Linked DNA regions of Mus musculus: region 1 is linked to region 2. The links are chromatin contacts, called in public Micro-C maps. All regions are on one chromosome and are shown on one strand. The core of a region is the stretch at or near the end of the contact, and the rest is flanking DNA. Distances in the headings are between cores, read along the strand shown. Region 1 holds the start of Nfyc (nuclear transcription factor-Y gamma). Region 2 holds the start of Scmh1 (sex comb on midleg homolog 1).

What was found. A called contact is a pair of places that touch in the nucleus more often than the background predicts.
Region 1: a contact with region 2 is called in a Micro-C map of embryonic stem cells, with 4 times the contacts expected there. The contact joins the promoter of Nfyc here to the promoter of Scmh1 in region 2. A contact is called at or near these places in 6 of 39 promoter capture datasets (the C10 cell line, cranial neural crest, frontonasal cranial neural crest and 3 more), 3 of 484 Hi-C or Micro-C datasets (embryonic stem cells, granulocyte-monocyte progenitors and pre-B cells) and 1 of 115 datasets of contacts at active chromatin or transcription factors (bone marrow-derived macrophages).

The regions. Positions count from the first base shown.
Region 1 is chr4:120,824,326-120,827,025 of GRCm38.p6, forward strand. Nfyc (nuclear transcription factor-Y gamma) reads right to left here and starts at 1,416. Exons shown (of 10, transcript NM_008692.4): 1 at 1,205-1,416.
Region 2 is chr4:120,403,920-120,406,619 of GRCm38.p6, forward strand. Scmh1 (sex comb on midleg homolog 1) reads left to right here and starts at 1,429. Exons shown (of 18, transcript NM_001379185.1): 1 at 1,429-1,537.

The DNA.
Region 1 (2,700 bases), core at 166-2,665, 420 kb after region 2:
ACTCTTGCTTGTTCCCTCACAGAATGAGGATGGCACTGCCAATATCTGTGTGACTGTAAAATATACTCATACACCCAGGTAAGCACGCGAAACAAGGTCTATTACTCCTGAGTTTGTCTCACCTGCCCTCTGAACTGAAAGTTAAGAGAGATCAATTTTAAGGGGGAAGTGGGGTAACTCAGTTGGTAGAATGTTTGTCTAGCAAGCACAAAGCTCTGATCCTATATTCTTCTTAGACCAGTGAAAATTTCATATATAACATCTCAAAACTAGCATGATCCCAAATCCTGTAACCCCCAACTTCCCAATTATGCAAATACATTCTACAGCTGACTTTCTGATTCTACTTAATGTAATGTTAAAATGGCATTCAGCCTCTAAAAGTTGATACACCTGTCCAGTGGGATCCGGCTGTTTACCTGTTTCCCACTCTCCATTTCAGAACCCAGAATGGAGTCTGGAGTTCTACACTAATCCTCCGGGTTTCAAAACCCAAATTCTTACAGCAGGCTCCCTAATCCGATTCTGTCCTTCTGGTCCTCACTCCCACTACTTCCATACCATGCACTCAGACTTCTACTCAGGGTCATTCCCAAGCTGGATCAATTTCCAAGTCTAGCACCCCTAGGTCTCGAAGACACTTCTGTTCCGTGTTTACAAAGCAGGGGCTTGCACACCCCATCTTGTAGTTGACCGTGCCTCTGGTATTAGTAGTGACCCCTCCCCGTTGCAGGCCACACGCCAGGCTACCACTCTCTTTCTCCTCTGGGCCTCCGGCTCCGTCCCGGAGACTCCCCGCCACGCTGGCATTAGAGGGACCGTCGCCCTGCCGCCAGAGCCTGAGCAGCTAGCATCCCGACAGCCGCCAATTCCTTCATCACCCCCCAGGCCGGAGCCGGCGTGACCAATAAGGTGCCAGGTCCGCGGCCTCCCCGCCGCCGACCAATCACGAGCGAGCCCCCCCGCCGTCGCCTTCCGCCAATGGGAGAAAGCCCGCGGGCCCAGGCGCACGGACCCCGCGAGCGCAGCCGCGACGACAGCGGCGGGCCCGGCGAACACATAACATGGCGGCGGCAGAGCCGACCGAAGTGCAGCGGCGGCCGCAGAGGGAAGGGAGCTCTCCGCCATTGGCGGGAAGCACCGCCCTCACTGCCGGCCGCCCCCTCTCTCTCTCCCCTCCTCACCCAAGCTTTCATACACTCACAGGCCTCTACTCCGGCGTCCAGCGAAGAAAGCAGCCGCCCCCGCGCTGCTGCGCCGTCGGGCAATGCAGAGGCCCGGGCGCGGCGGAGGGGAGGGGGAAGCGTGCGTCACGAAAAACCGGAGCGCGTGCGGAGCGGGGGCGCAAACAAGATGGCGGCCGCGCCGTTTGTACCGTCTCCCCTGCCCCTCCCCCCACTCCGCGCCTCGACTCCCAGCAACGCGTAGTGCGCAGCGGCTGAGGTGCCTGAAGTCTCGCGAGAATTGTCTTGCCTGGCCAAGCGGGATAGTGAGAGCGGAGACTTTTGGGGCCCCGCCCCTTCCCAGGGGCGCGGGAGGCGTTTCTCGGTGACCTCCGAGGACGTTCTATATCCTTGAAGCTCTCAGCTAGGATGCGCTCGCTTCTGGGTTTTAGGAAATAGTTTTCCGTGTTTTGTTCTTCAAGGAAATGAATGGTAGGGAGAGAAGAACTTCGCGGGCATGGAAAATTTAAAAAGCCGCCTGGGGCTCAGCAAACCGGACGACCTGAATTCGATTCTTGGAACCCAGGATGGACCAGAAGAACAGAGTCCTGAAAGCTGAACTCTGATCATTAATGTGCGACGCGCGCGCGCACACACACACACACACACACACACACACACACACACACACACACACCAGTAAGTGAAGAAATAAAATTTCCAAACAACCAAAAAGGTGACATTTTAAAACGTTAAAATTGGCATAAAAAGGGCTGGAGAGATGGCTCAGTGGTTAAGAGCACTGACTGCTCTTCTGAAGGTCCTGAGTTCAAATCCCAGCAACCACATGGTGGCTTACAACCATCCGTAATGACATCTGATGCCCTCTGGTGTGTCAGAAGACAGCTACAGTGTACTTACATAAAATAATAAATATTTTTTTTAAAAATTGGCATAAAAAATTAAAGAGTTGGGAGGTGGCTCAGTAAAGTGCTTCCTACAAGCATTAAGACCTGCATTAGCCCCCCCAACACTCCATAAGCCACTAGCACAGTAGTCTCCCATACCTGAAAGGCTTGAAAAGAAACCTGCCAGCCTAGCTAAATAAGCAAGCTCCTGGTTCAGTGGGAGGCCCAGTCTATACAAATAGGTTGGGGCCAGCGCGGTAGAACTGAAATTCCAGCACCTGGGAAGACGGAAGCAAGAGGGTCTGTGAGTTCAACGCCAGCCTTGTCGAGTTCCAGGACTTCCAGAATTACGCAGGGAAATCCTGTGTCAAAAAATAGGGTGAAGTTTCCACTGAAGACATCTAGATGTTGCCTTCTATGGGCGAATGCATTCCATGCAAATACATTAACACAATATGTATGGCTTGGTGTGGTAATACATGCCTCTAATCTTGGCACTTTAGGCTGAATATGGAAGCCAACCATTTTGGGGAGGTGGGGGTGGGGATGGGGAAGTGTAGTATTTCACAAGGCCTGTCTATAACTGGTTGTCCGGTGCTCATTATGTAGTCCACACTGACCTTAAACTC
Region 2 (2,700 bases), core at 179-2,678:
ATAGGGGGTTTTTGGAGGGGAGACCTGGAAAGGGGATAACGTTTGAAATGTAATAAGGAAAATATCCAATAGAAGAGAGAGAGGAAAAAAAATTGAAGTTCTAGTGTAGATGTGCAAGGATCTGCCGTGCTTTGGCTTCCCTTCATTCTCTAACATTAACAGCATCACCACCAGATTCCCAGAGCCTCTCAGACTCTTGATAGCCATCCCTGCCACACCTTTGCTCTCAGTCTCTCCTCATCCTGAGAAGCCTTTCTTTGCAGCTTCCTCTAGGAACCAGATTGAATGAGCTTCGGGCTAAGTAAGGGCTGCTTTCCCGGAACTCTCTGGTTCTGGTGTGAGTTCCATAGCTGTGATAAAGACCCCTACCAAAAGCAACCTGGGAGAGGAAATGGTTTATTTGGCTTACACTTCCACAACATTGTTCATCTCTGAGGGAGGTGAGAACAGCAACAGGGAGACAGGAAATGAAGCTAGGCTATGGAGCAACATCCTTTATTGGCCTCTCTTTATACCACCTAGGACCACCTCTGCCCAGGGGTAGCACCTCCCACATCAATCATTAGACAAGAAAATGCCCACCCAGACTTTGCCTATAGGCCATTCTGATGGAGACTGTTATGCAACTGAGATTCCACCTTCTGAGATAAGAGTAGATTTGTTTCAGGCTGATAAAAATCAACCAGCATTTCCCTTAACACCTGACCTCCAGGCAAGAGCACAGCCAGTAAAATTGTGTGATCTTGGAGACGTAGCTCTCCCCCCCACCCCCATGAACTTCAGTTTCCGCGGGCTAAAACATAACGTTCTTGAGACACAATTGTGTGTGGGGTGGGGTAGCATCATTGGAAGGACCCTAGCCACTGTAGTACCTAGCACGCTAACATTCAAAGCCTACTACGGGGCAAAAGTGAAGGCCTGCTTTTGTTAGTCTTGTTGCACCTTTTGGGGCGCACTGGTTTTCTCCTCATAGTAGTTTTCCTCCCGCCTGCGCATTGGAAAGACTAAAGGTGCGAAGGAACTCTTTTAAGATTACTCCACAGCCGGCCACCAGCTGGGTGGGGGCTGAGGGCCGACGGGATTCGAACCTGGGACCTCAGAGGACGTCATTCACTTGTCTGGGAGACGCGAGCAATCCAGTGGGTCGCGGCTTTTTTTTTTTTTTTTTTTTTTTTTTTTTTTTTTTTAGGGCTGGCGGTCGCGAGGCGGGGGGAAGGCGCGAGGGGTCGCCCCTTCCCGCCGCCCCGCGCGCGCGCGCGAGAGAACCCAACGGCCGCGGCGCGCGCCACCTCGCGGCAGGAGTCTCTGGCGGGCGGGGCTGGGCAGCTCTCGCCCCCGCCCCCCGCCCCTCGGCCGCCGCCGCCGCCGCCGCCGCCGCCTCGGTGGAGCCCCCCGCCTCCCGCCGCCGCCTCAGCCGAGCCGCTCTCCAGAGCCGTCGCCCGCCCCTGCCGGCGTCCTCGCTCGCTCCCTGCGCAGCGGAAACATGGCGGCTGGATGGGAGTGAGCCGCCCGCGCCCCGCGCCGCTGTCGCCCTCAGGTAAGCGCCTCACTGCCACCCCCGGCCCGGTCCGGGCCCCTCAAGGCCCGCCTTACGGCCACGGGCTGGAGCGAGTCCCCGCCCGGTGACCCTGGTGTCTGTGTCCGCGGCCCTCCGGCGGCCGTGTCAACCCGGCCAGAACCCCGGCGGCCTGCGCCGCATCTGCTCGGGCCCAGTGTCCGGCGGCGGCCTGACGCGTCGGGGTCGGTCGGGGGCGCGGCGCGCGAGTCCCCGCACAGGGCCCCTTCCGAGCGGGGAGCAGGGCTTGGGGCGGAACCGGGAAGCCTGGCTCGGGCCCAGTGCGGGGGCTCTTTCGGGCTGCTGGGACGCGTCGCCAGAGAGATTCGCCTGGGTCCCAGCAGCGGAGCACCGGGGGTCGTGAACACAGTGGGCTTGGAGCTTTCTTCAGGGGTCCCGGGGCTGGGGGCGGGGTGGGGGAGACTCACTTGTGTCACCTGCCTGGAGCCGGGCAAACACCCGGCGGCTACAGAAGGTTTCGAACCTGAGACAGGGAACGGCGGACAACCTTAGAGCACAGCAGGGGAAGGAGTTCCCTAGTAGATAGGTGAACCCCAAAACATACCCCAAAGCGAAGAGATCTGAGAGTCATCCAGGCTCCCCCTACTCTTATCCTATTCGGGAAGGAAGTTATCTTTAAAAATTCCAAATAATACCCTAATAATTTGGCGAACCTTTTAGGACGGCTCTCCGTCCTAGTCCTAATAACCTTTCTAAAGTAAGGCCGTCCAGTCTGGTCCTGGATGGATTTGGTTATAGGTAGAAAGGAACGGCTGTCTCTCGTCTTTCTGCTTCGTTTCCTCTTGGGCAGCTGTTAAGAGTGAAGATAGTAATCGTGTCCCCTGAGTCTTATTTTGGCTAACTCCCAATTCCTTTAGTCTTTTTCTTTACTCTGGTCTTTGATCCGCTCCTTTGATGAGCACTGGTTTGCCCATATTGCCCCCACAGAAGAGCTTCTTGTGAGCAGAGAGACCAAGCTCAATCATTTCTAAGGGAAGAGCTTTGACCCTAAAGGACTGACCTTAAATAAAAAGTACTCTCCCTTCCTCATTTTCGTACTGCGTTGAACTTAGCGGGTGGGGGTAGGGAGGGGAGAGGGAAAAGCTGTATAGTAGTAGCATGTGTTCCCCCAAGCTAAAAGAGAT